Linked DNA regions of Sus scrofa: region 1 is linked to region 2. The links are chromatin contacts, called in public HiChIP or PLAC-seq maps. All regions are on one chromosome and are shown on one strand. Each heading gives the region's core, a stretch centred on a gene start, on an enhancer-like site or on the middle of the called end of the contact. The rest is flanking DNA. Distances are from core to core; before and after follow the strand shown. Region 1 holds the start of EPHX2 (epoxide hydrolase 2). Region 2 holds the start of TRIM35 (tripartite motif-containing protein 35).

Region 1 (4,996 bases), core at 2,189-4,688, 170 kb before region 2:
ACCCCCTCTCAAGCCCAGTTCAAAACCCCTCAGAGGAGTTCCCACTGTGGCACAGTGGAAATGATCCAACTATTATCCATGAGGTGGGGGGTTCGATCCCTGGCCTTGCTCAGTGGGTTAAGGATCTGGCATTGCCATCAGCTGCAGGTCACAGAGGTGGCCCCGATCCTGCGTTGCTGTGGCTGTGGTGTAGGCTGGCGGCTGCAGCTCTGATTCAGCCCCTAGCCTGGAACCTCCACATGCCGCAGGAGCGGCCCTTAAAAAAAAAAAAAACAAAAACCTCAAGAGTCGCCAGCTATCAAATTACATACATACTTAGCCTGACTTTCTTGTCACGCTACAGTGCAGGCCCAGCCAACTTCCCACTGCCCTTTCATGCCTTCCCTCCTATCTGGCTAGGCAGGAACAGTCAGTGTTTTTGTGCAAATTTCATGCTGTCCACCTTCCAGCCTTTGCTCCTGCTGTTCCCTCACCTGGAAAGTTCTCTTTTCTCGTCTCTCCCCATCAATCCATCAGTCTTCTCAAAGTCTGCCTCCATAAGCTTTCCTGCTTCTCCCGATAGGACCTCATATCTCCCTCCTTTGAGCCACCTGAGAATTTTGTACCTCTCATGGCACTGCCTTCACCTTGAACTTTGGTACACAGTGAGGGTCTGAGCTTTCATACCACATATGCAGCATGTGGGAATGACCAGTGCAAGTAAGCCCATCAGGCTCACCTTCTGAATTTATACTATATTTCATGGTTAGTTCACAGAATCCATAGGCTAGTAAGGTCAAAGCCATGGACTCTGATCTCCTGGGATCAGTGAGCTATCACCTGTTTTATGGTTTGTAGGAATCCTGACCATAGTCACAGAGCAAGTGTAGGAGTTAGTGCTACACTAGATGAACAGAAAATGCCCAATACATCACTCTGCATGTGCAAGGGATTTTAATAAATAAAAAAAATGTAGGGAGTTCCCGTTGTGGTTCAGTGGGTTACGAACCTGACTATAATCCACAAGGATGCACGTTTGATTCCTGGCCTCACTCAGTGGGTTAAGTCGCCGTGAGCTGTGCTGTAGATCCCAGACACGGCTCGGATCCTATGTTGCTGTGGCTGTGGTATAGGCCGGCTGCTATAACTCTGATTGGACCCCTAGCCTGGAAACTTTCCTATGCTTGCAGGTGTAGCCCTGAAAAGTAAAAAAATAATAAAAAAAATAAAAGAATAAATAAAGACAAAATTTTAAAATGTATCAGGAACACAGCTGCCCACTCACCTTGCATGTCATCTAATTTAACCCTCACAAAGATTTATGGGGAGGCATTTTCTTATTTTAAGACTAAGATCTCAACTGAGTTGACAAAGTCTACGACAGGTTAAGCAAAGTCACCAATGCTAAGTCCTTGAATTGAGATTTTAACCTGGGTCTGACTCAGAGACCAGTGCTCTTGAAATTCTCCACCTCTGAAAACATGTATACTTGTGACTTGTATCCTCACAAATACACTCTCAAGTACATTCACTGGGGTACTCACAGGTATACTTGTGACTGTATATGCACAAGGCATGTTCACTCCTGCACTGATGAGCTCACAGGCACAAACAGACCTCATTAGCTTACTCTCCTTTCATGCCTTTTTAAAAAAATAAAATAAAATGTATGGGCCAGAAGGAAGTGAAACAACACAGTAGCTAAAAGGGCTTCCACGAAATAAGCTCACTGTTCCTTTCACTCAGTTTTTCCCTCCAGCAAATGATCTGAATCCGGCAAGCCTGGACCGGGGTGACCTGCCATTTTCATTTCTCTGTCCAACCCTAACTACCCACCTGTGAGTATTCTGGGGGTGGACTTTGTAGCCACCTTATTTTTGTTTATTGGTAACAACTAGCTGTTGATCTATTTACTACTGATGCTGGTTCATTATTGATATCAATCCATTACTGATATATTTATTATTGACCTATTTACTCACTCTCTACAGACTGACATCCTTCCCAGAACAAGGGCCAAGGGAGGTGGGAAAGAATCCTAGACTGGGAGGCAGAAGGAGGAGTTCCATGGTTGCCTCTGTCATGTGATGCTGTGTAATCTGGAGCAGGTTAATCCTCTCTCCAAGCCTCAGTTTCTGCGTCTAAAAGTGAGGACTGCTCTAGCTTCTTTTGCTGAGCCCCTTTTGACCTGGCATGCTAGCGAACACCAGTCTTTTATCATTTTATATAGTAAAACAGCTCAAAAAGCCTGTTAGTCTTTGTATCACAGAATTCTAGAATGCCTTGGATAGGGCAGAACTCTCAAAGCTTCCACCCTGCTCCCGTAGTGCCAGTACGTGCCAGTAGTTTAGAATTTACTCTTCCTTGGATGTCCCTGGTGTGATCTGCCTTTCTTTGCTAAGTTTTAAAATAAATATGCTCTCCTTCCTTCTGACTGTAGGAGCAACGCATGTTTATAAGTCCTCCAAATTGGAAAATACAAAAAAGTAGAAAAGAAAGCATTCACAATCCCATCTGGGATGAATAATCCCAGGGATATTTTGGCATATGTCTTCAGGTATTTTCAACACGAAGTTTTTTTTTTTTTTCCATAGTTGAAACCATCTTGTATAAATGGTGTTATACTCTGGTGAGTTTGGTCTTTGCACTTATTAAACATTTTTTTTTAATCGAACTATAGCTGCTGGCCTACACCACAGCCACAGCAACACAGATCCAAGCCTATCTGCGACCTACACCACAGCTCATGGCAATACCGGATCCTTTAACCCACTGAGCAAGGCCAGGGATCGAACCAGCAATCTCATGGTTAGTAGTCGGATTCCTTTCTGCTGTGCCACAACCGGAACTCCGAAAACAGATATTTCCTGATGTCACTGTAACCTTATTCTGAACCTCCAGTTTACTGGTGATGTTTCCTAGTTTACCATTTTCCAGTGCTTAGGATGGGGGGTCGTTTCTGGTTTGCCCTTATAATGTGCAACACATAGGACTTTTCCCTCTAGAAACCTCAGCGCAGGTCTTTAAGGCACATTCCATTACAGAGAATTAAGTGGGCAGCAGACAGCTCAGGGAGTAATTTCTCTTACTTTAGGAAAAGCTTTCAGTATAGAGGGCAATTTTGGAGTCCTTAGAGAGATGAACTACTCATCATTTAGAAAGACAATGGATCTACCTACACTCCCTGGTACTTTAGGGCAGGGTAATTGTTTTAACCTTTTCCCCAGAGCTCCCGCCCTGCAGTAATCGGAAACCAGGGCTGGGAGTCCTGAAAGGACTTCTCCGAGAGGTCGCGCCTCTGCCGCAGGGTCCCACCCGCCAGCCTTCGGAGCGCGGGCAGTGGCGCCTGTCCCCTTACCTGGGCAGCGCCAGCTTCTCCTCGGCGCGGGCCCAGGAGGTGGTGATCGATGGCAGTGCCAGGACCCCGTCCAGGTCGAACACCGCCGCTCGCAGCGCCATGGCGGCCTCCGCCTCGGACTCGAAGCGCTTGGAGGAGTCGCAAAAAGGTCGTGGCTCCGGACCCTAGCAGCGGGCAGAGGGGGCCGCCCAGGACGAGCTCGATCCCGCCCCCTGTCCCGGCCACTCTCGCAGTCCTGGCCCCAGCACCGCCCTTCACCACGCCCCCGTCTGGGACTTGACCACGCCCCACCTCCGCCCCGCCCCCTGCCCTGGTCCCACCCTGGACGCTTTCCTGGGGGTTCCCTTGGTGTCCCCAGACCCAGGGCGGCCCAGGCTCCATCTCCATCACCTCCTGGCTCTTGGACCCAGGGTTAGAATCTCGTCTCTGGATGAATCCCCATCCGTCGCCTAAAATGAAAGTCCTAAGTACCCGAGCTCCCCGAGCTCCCGCTGTGACTGCTTGAAAGCTGGACCCAGGCCCTGGGACAGGCTGATCTCTTAAGGCGAACTTGGCAGACTTTCAGCATTCTGAGTAGGCCCGTGGAGAAGGCAGGCCTGAGAAAGAGCCAGGGGGCACAGACTCTTTAAGTGTGTGTGTGTGTGTTGCCAAAAGTTTATTCATTCAGTATTCGGATGCCCTACATTCATTTTGTTTTGCATCTCCAGTAAATTAGTAGCTTTATCGGCCTTCTTTTCTAGATCCAGTACATGTAATTACAAGTCCCTCACTATACTGACCATGTGCCTCTAGTCAGGCTCTTCGGTGTCAAGGTGGAGTATACTTCTAGAATAAACTATAATGCTCCAGGCATGGTATGCCAACCCAGCATACATTCATTCCAGTCTCCTGAGGTTTAGAAGAAATAAATTTGACCACCATTACCCCTTTGTACATTCTTCTTATATTAATGCTGCCTAAAAATGTTTGAGCTTTGTTTTAAATCACAGATTCCACATTCTTGGCTCCTTTGTGTTTCTAGAAAACCTAAACCTCCGCCTCCTTAGGAGTGTCTGACCTGGGCTTTCGAGCATGTTATTAGACTCTCTGAGCCTTTGTAGTGCAGCTCTGAGAATGAAAACATGCTCCTGGCTTGATGTTCCAGCTTGCTGAGAGCCTGGCTTGAATGCATCATCTGTGAATTTACCCGAGATATTTCCCCCCATTTACCTAGAAAAATGTTGTGAGAGATCACCAGAGACTTTACTGAAATCAAGAAGTTGTTGATGTACCAACCTTCAGTCTGGTCAACAAGAGAAATGAGTCTGCCTTGGGGTGTGTTGTGATCCAGGACCACACTTGCCTTTTTGGCTTCAGAATCTCCTCTGGGATTGTGCCTGAGAGTTGTTAGTGTTTTCTGAGATCCACTCCTAAGAAGCAAGAAGTAGGTAACACCGCCAAATGCTGTAGAAACATTGAAAAACAACAGCAATAACCCGGTTTGATATTGGACTTGGATGACACTGCGTGACCTATTTCAGAACATATTCAGTGGAGTTTTTAGAGATAGAAACTAGATCACCCTGGGTTTGAAGATTTATAAAGAGAATAAATACAGTGGTTGCTCAAGAAATTGGTAATCTCAAAAGTCCAACTGAGTCTAAAAAATAGAAAGCAAGT
Region 2 (4,781 bases), core at 1,452-3,951:
TTTGAAGCAATTTGTCCAATCTTTCCTTTAACGGTTGAGGAAAAGGAAGTAAGAAAAGTAAAATAACATGCCCTAGGTCATGCCCCAGGCTGCCCCTGGCCCCGGTGTGGCTTGGAATAGGACCAAGTCTTTTCCGGATTTCCAGAAAGACTGGAGGACCTTATTGGTTTGACGGTAACCTTTGTATTCTTCTTAAAGAAAAAAAAAAGCAATACATTTGGGTGTTTTTTTTTTTTTTTTTTTTGTCTTTTGAGGGCCACACCCACGGCCTATGTAGGTTCCCAGGCTAGGGGTCTAATTGGAGCTGTTGCTGCTGGCCCACGCCAGAGCCACAGCAACACCAGATCTAAGCCATGTCTGCGACCTACACTCATGGCAACGCTGGATTCTTAACCCGCTGAGCAAGGCCCGGAATCGAACCTACAACCTCATGGTTCCTGGTTGGATTCGTTTCCACTGTGCCACGACGGGAACGTCAACTCTTTACTCTTGTTTTGTTTGGTGGTCCTACTCAAGAGTCCTAGGAAAAAAACAACAAAACGAACAAAGAAAATCATATGAATGGCATGAAACAGATAGCAAAACATATTCACAGAGCAACTGGGACATACAGATAAAAGAGTTAAAGAAAATAAGACTAGGAGAAACTAGATACTCCAGAGGAGTGCCTAGAATGTGGGGTTATTAGCCCCATCTTGTGGCCTTTCCAGATATTGCCTCTAAGGTTAATTTTTGAACCAATAAGCATAGCTGGAGACCAACTAGATGAGTAGATCTAGAGCAATTGGTCTCAAACTTTAGTGTACCTGAGAATCATCTGGAGGGCATGTGCAAAATGTAGGTTCCTGCCCCCTCCCCAAAGAGGCAAGTAGATAAAAGTACGTTCAAGAATCTGTGCTTTTAGAAAGCCCAGGTTATTGCAGGAGGATCACTGACCATGCATAAGAAACACTGCAGAAAGCAGTAAGAATTGGTGGCATCCATCTCCGTGGTATTGTGGGAAAAGGGCTATTCTGACTAAAAGTTTGGAAGGAAATTGTCTAGGACTATCAAGGGCCCGAGATTTTGGCCTACTTGCATGTTAACATGCATAATGAAAAAAATGTTGTGTGCCATATCAGTAAACAAGAGATGTTGCAGCTATCAAGCCATCACATCAATGCTGACCTGATGATGAGCCCTGAAGGAACTCAGGATCAAAAGAGGATGCCATCTAGCAGTCAACGGCTACAGCCAGCTTCAGACAGGGCCTGAGGAAACTCAGGATGAAAAACCACAGGATACTGGCCCCAGACTGCTGAGGTGCATTATCAAAGGATTTCAGCGAGCCCAGACTCTTGGAATTTCCCATACACAGAAAAGTGTAAAATTCCTTAACTTGAGATGTCTGTTTTTTTTTTTTTTTTTTTTTTTAATTAACAGTAATCTTTTGAAATTCCAACAACCTGGTCTTTGTTGCAAGAACTCCAGTATGTCCTGGCCCCTCTCTTACCTCTTTGGAGCAGTCTTTCAGAGTGACATACTGTGTCCTGGGCTTAAGTCCTCAGTTTTGTCCAAGAAACAAAACATAATTCTCAACTTTTATGTTTTACATTTTTTTTTTTTCTCTCAGTATTCCAAGTCAGCATGCCACAGTCTTAGGAATGCTGGTAGATAAGAATTCTGGGTCAGAGACAAAGGATAGTTTAATCCAACAGGAATTCTGGGTCAGAGACAAAGGATGGTAGTCAGATTATAGTCACTTGAGCCAGTTTCTTGACCCTTAATTCCCACAAGCCTTTTGGGAACCTGTGGGCCACAGGAGGAAGCTTAGGGAACCTGAATGAATCTTTTATAATGAGGAGTCAGATTGCCAGATCTTTGCCTGGAAGGAGACATTATTTCTGTCTTCCCAAGCTGTTTATCATAGGAACATCCTTGAAAAATAAGTCTTATAAATGCAGTCTCTGCTCCCATACAGGAACTTGAGCCATGTGGACTTTGTCTTCCAACGCAAACCGGAAATGAAAGTGTGTCAGGGGAAAAGAATCCTACGTCAACCTGTGGCAGGAACGGGGAGTTGGAGAGCCTCATGCCTGCTGTAACTGGCATGAAGAATTCAGCCTGGATGCTAATTCCCATAGATAACTTTGCAGACGTCCTTGATCTCCGTTTCACTCTCGAGGACATAGGTTGGAAAGACTGTGACTTGCCCACTTATTCAACCACGGGATAAGAATGGGGTCTTCTCAGAGGTCTTCCAGGGCCCCTTTCTCTCACTCGGTTCTGCCTTACCCCAGGGGGCAAGCACAAAACTGGCCAAAATAAGTAAACAACTAATGCAAGAGTGGGCAAAGATCTTTGAAATAGCACTGCAAGTAGTGGACACGCTAACGACCAGGTAAGGTAGACTCCACTTCGGAACCAGAAATAAGGACCTCTGGCTCCTTCCACCTCACATGCCTGAGATTTCCGGGGATTGGTTAACGAAGAGACTCCTAGACTTCATTTCCCATTTGAAATCGGAAGTAGGTTTCAGTGACTCGGAACCCCACAGACTGGAAGGGGACTTACTTCCCAGCTAAAACTAGCGGGCCAACAAGGGAATGGCGGGAACTGCGGAGCATACAGGCCCCGCCCCGCTCTTCCGGGATTCCTCCCGCCCCGCGCCGACCGGAACTGGGCGGAGTCTCCCGACTACGCCCTGTGCGCTATTGGTTGGCGCTGCTGTCGCTCAGTGCTCCCGAGCGGAAGGGGCTGTGTGCCCCTCTCCGCAAGGTCCCGGGAGCCGCGAGGCAGGTGGGAGGGGCGTGAGTGAAAGTTGCCGGCGTTGGAGCCCGCAGACCCGGCAATGGAGCCGGGCCCGGCCGCGTCCCCCGGGCCTTCCCGTTCCTTCAAGGAGGAGCTCCTCTGCGCCGTCTGCTACGACCCGTTTCGCGACGCCGTGACTCTGCGCTGCGGCCATAACTTCTGCCGCGGGTGTGTGACCCGCTGCTGGGAGGTGCAGGTGGCGCCCACTTGCCCGGTGTGCAAGGACCGCGCGGCTCCCTCCGACCTGCGCCCCAACCACACCCTCAACAACCTGGTGGAGAAGCTGCTGCGCGAGGAGGCCGAGGGCGCGCGTTGGACCGGCCACCGCTCCCCGCGCCTCTGCCGCCTGCACCGCGGCCAGTTCAGCCTCTTCTGCCTCGACGACAAGGAGTTGCTCTGCTGCTCGTGCCAGGCCGATCCCCGGCACCAGGGACATCGGGTGCAGCCGGTGAAGGACACTGCCCACGACTTCCGGGTAAGCGAGGTCGCGTGAGGGAGGTGGCTGAGGGCGCACGTGGACTGGAACCCAGCACCCTGACTCTGCTACCCTTGCACTCCCGCCTGCCAGAGCGGTGTGTGCTCGGTCCTGCCCCTCTTACTGCTAGCTTGCTGGTGCCTTCTCGGGACCCCCACTCCCTGACGCTGATAACCTACAGAGGCTGCCTTCTTCATTAAGGCCCGCTCTTGGGTACCTAAGAGGGGAGGGGAGAGAATGTCAACAGGAAATGTGAGAATTGGGGTTACAATAGGAAGCTCTCAAGACAGCCCCGCCCACCTCTGAAGGGCTGGGACCACGCTGCCCCCTTTCTACCCGCTGGGTGTAGCCCACGCCCCTGAAGAAGCATAGGTGTGGGTAAGCCCAGCAACCCTGAAACTTGGCACAGTCTGGGTAAAGGCACAGGACCACAAGACCTGGCCAGGGATGTGGAGTCTTTAGATCTCCCCACATCGGTCACCTCCTTCTCGAGGTGGCCCCATGTGTTGTGTAGCTGTGGGGAGGCCTCTGGGCCCAGGCCAGCTGGACTGTTCTGAATCACTCTAGGCATCTCTGATGAGTAGAGTTTAAGTGGCTATAAATAAAGAAGCACTTAACAGGGCAAGAGTAACATGAAGGAAAAGTGATCAGGAAATAAGGATTCGCTAGCTCAGTTTTCAGATCTTTTGACCTTAGCTGGCCCATAGCAAATATTTTTTCCGTTATGACCCAGAACAGCCATGTGAATGTATGATGCTCTGTATCAGTTGTAACAAAAGTTCTGTGAAAATGTCTGTTGTGCTTAGACACTTGGTGTCGTTTTATTTTAAAAATTGCGCATGGGAGTTCCTGTTGTGGCTCAGCGGTTAAGGAACCCTACTAGCATCTATGAGGACTTGGGTTTGATCCCTGGCCTCGCTCAGTGGGTTAAGGATCCAGCGTTACTGTGAACTGTGGTGCAGGTTGCAGGCACTGCTCTGATCTGTGTTGCTGTGGTTGTGGCTTAGACTGGCGGCTACAGCTCCAATTGGACCCCTAGCCTAGGAATCTCCAGATGCTGCGGATGTGGCCCTAAATAAATAAATAAATAAATAAAACCTGCACAGAGTGTGAAACACTAATTTATTTCATCACCTGCTAATACATAGGCTAGACCCATAGTTTGGAGAACACTGGTTAGCTGGTAAGAAGGTGAGTATATTCCAAAGGGGGCACTGCAAGGACTCTGAGTGCCTGGTCTCCAGCCACTGTTTTACTCTGTTTTCATGTCTTTCTTAAGAAATGTCCAAAGTTGACAGTTGATATATATTTTGACAGAGTTCAAGTGGAGGGGAAGGTCAGCACCATGCTCCTTTGAACACCACAGTAGCTCAGCAGTAGGATAAGCCTATAACTGCTGTCCCCTTATTTGTTTAACAGTGGTCCTCAGCAATGCTTTTTCTCATTTCCCCTGGCAGGAGCGCCAGGTCCTGATTTGGGACAGCTGAAGTAAGTGCTGGGCATTCTGGGGGCTGGG

Evidence for each region. HiChIP or PLAC-seq counts read pairs in DNA pulled down with a chosen protein or histone mark.
Region 1: an H3K27ac HiChIP or PLAC-seq map of alveolar macrophages shows a contact between it and region 2. The contact joins the promoter of EPHX2 here to the promoter of TRIM35 in region 2. A contact is called at or near these places in 1 of 5 promoter capture datasets (fetal skeletal muscle), 2 of 47 Hi-C or Micro-C datasets (heart right ventricle and skeletal muscle) and 1 of 2 datasets of contacts at active chromatin or transcription factors (alveolar macrophages).

Annotation. Positions count from the first base shown.
Region 1 is chr14:11,215,567-11,220,562 of Sscrofa11.1, reverse strand. EPHX2 (epoxide hydrolase 2) reads right to left here and starts at 3,438. Exons shown (of 19, transcript NM_001001641.1): 1 at 3,338-3,438. The coding sequence starts at 3,438.
Region 2 is chr14:11,049,823-11,054,603 of Sscrofa11.1, reverse strand. TRIM35 (tripartite motif-containing protein 35) reads left to right here and starts at 2,701. Exons shown (of 7, transcript XM_001928380.5): 1 at 2,701-3,265. The coding sequence starts at 2,831.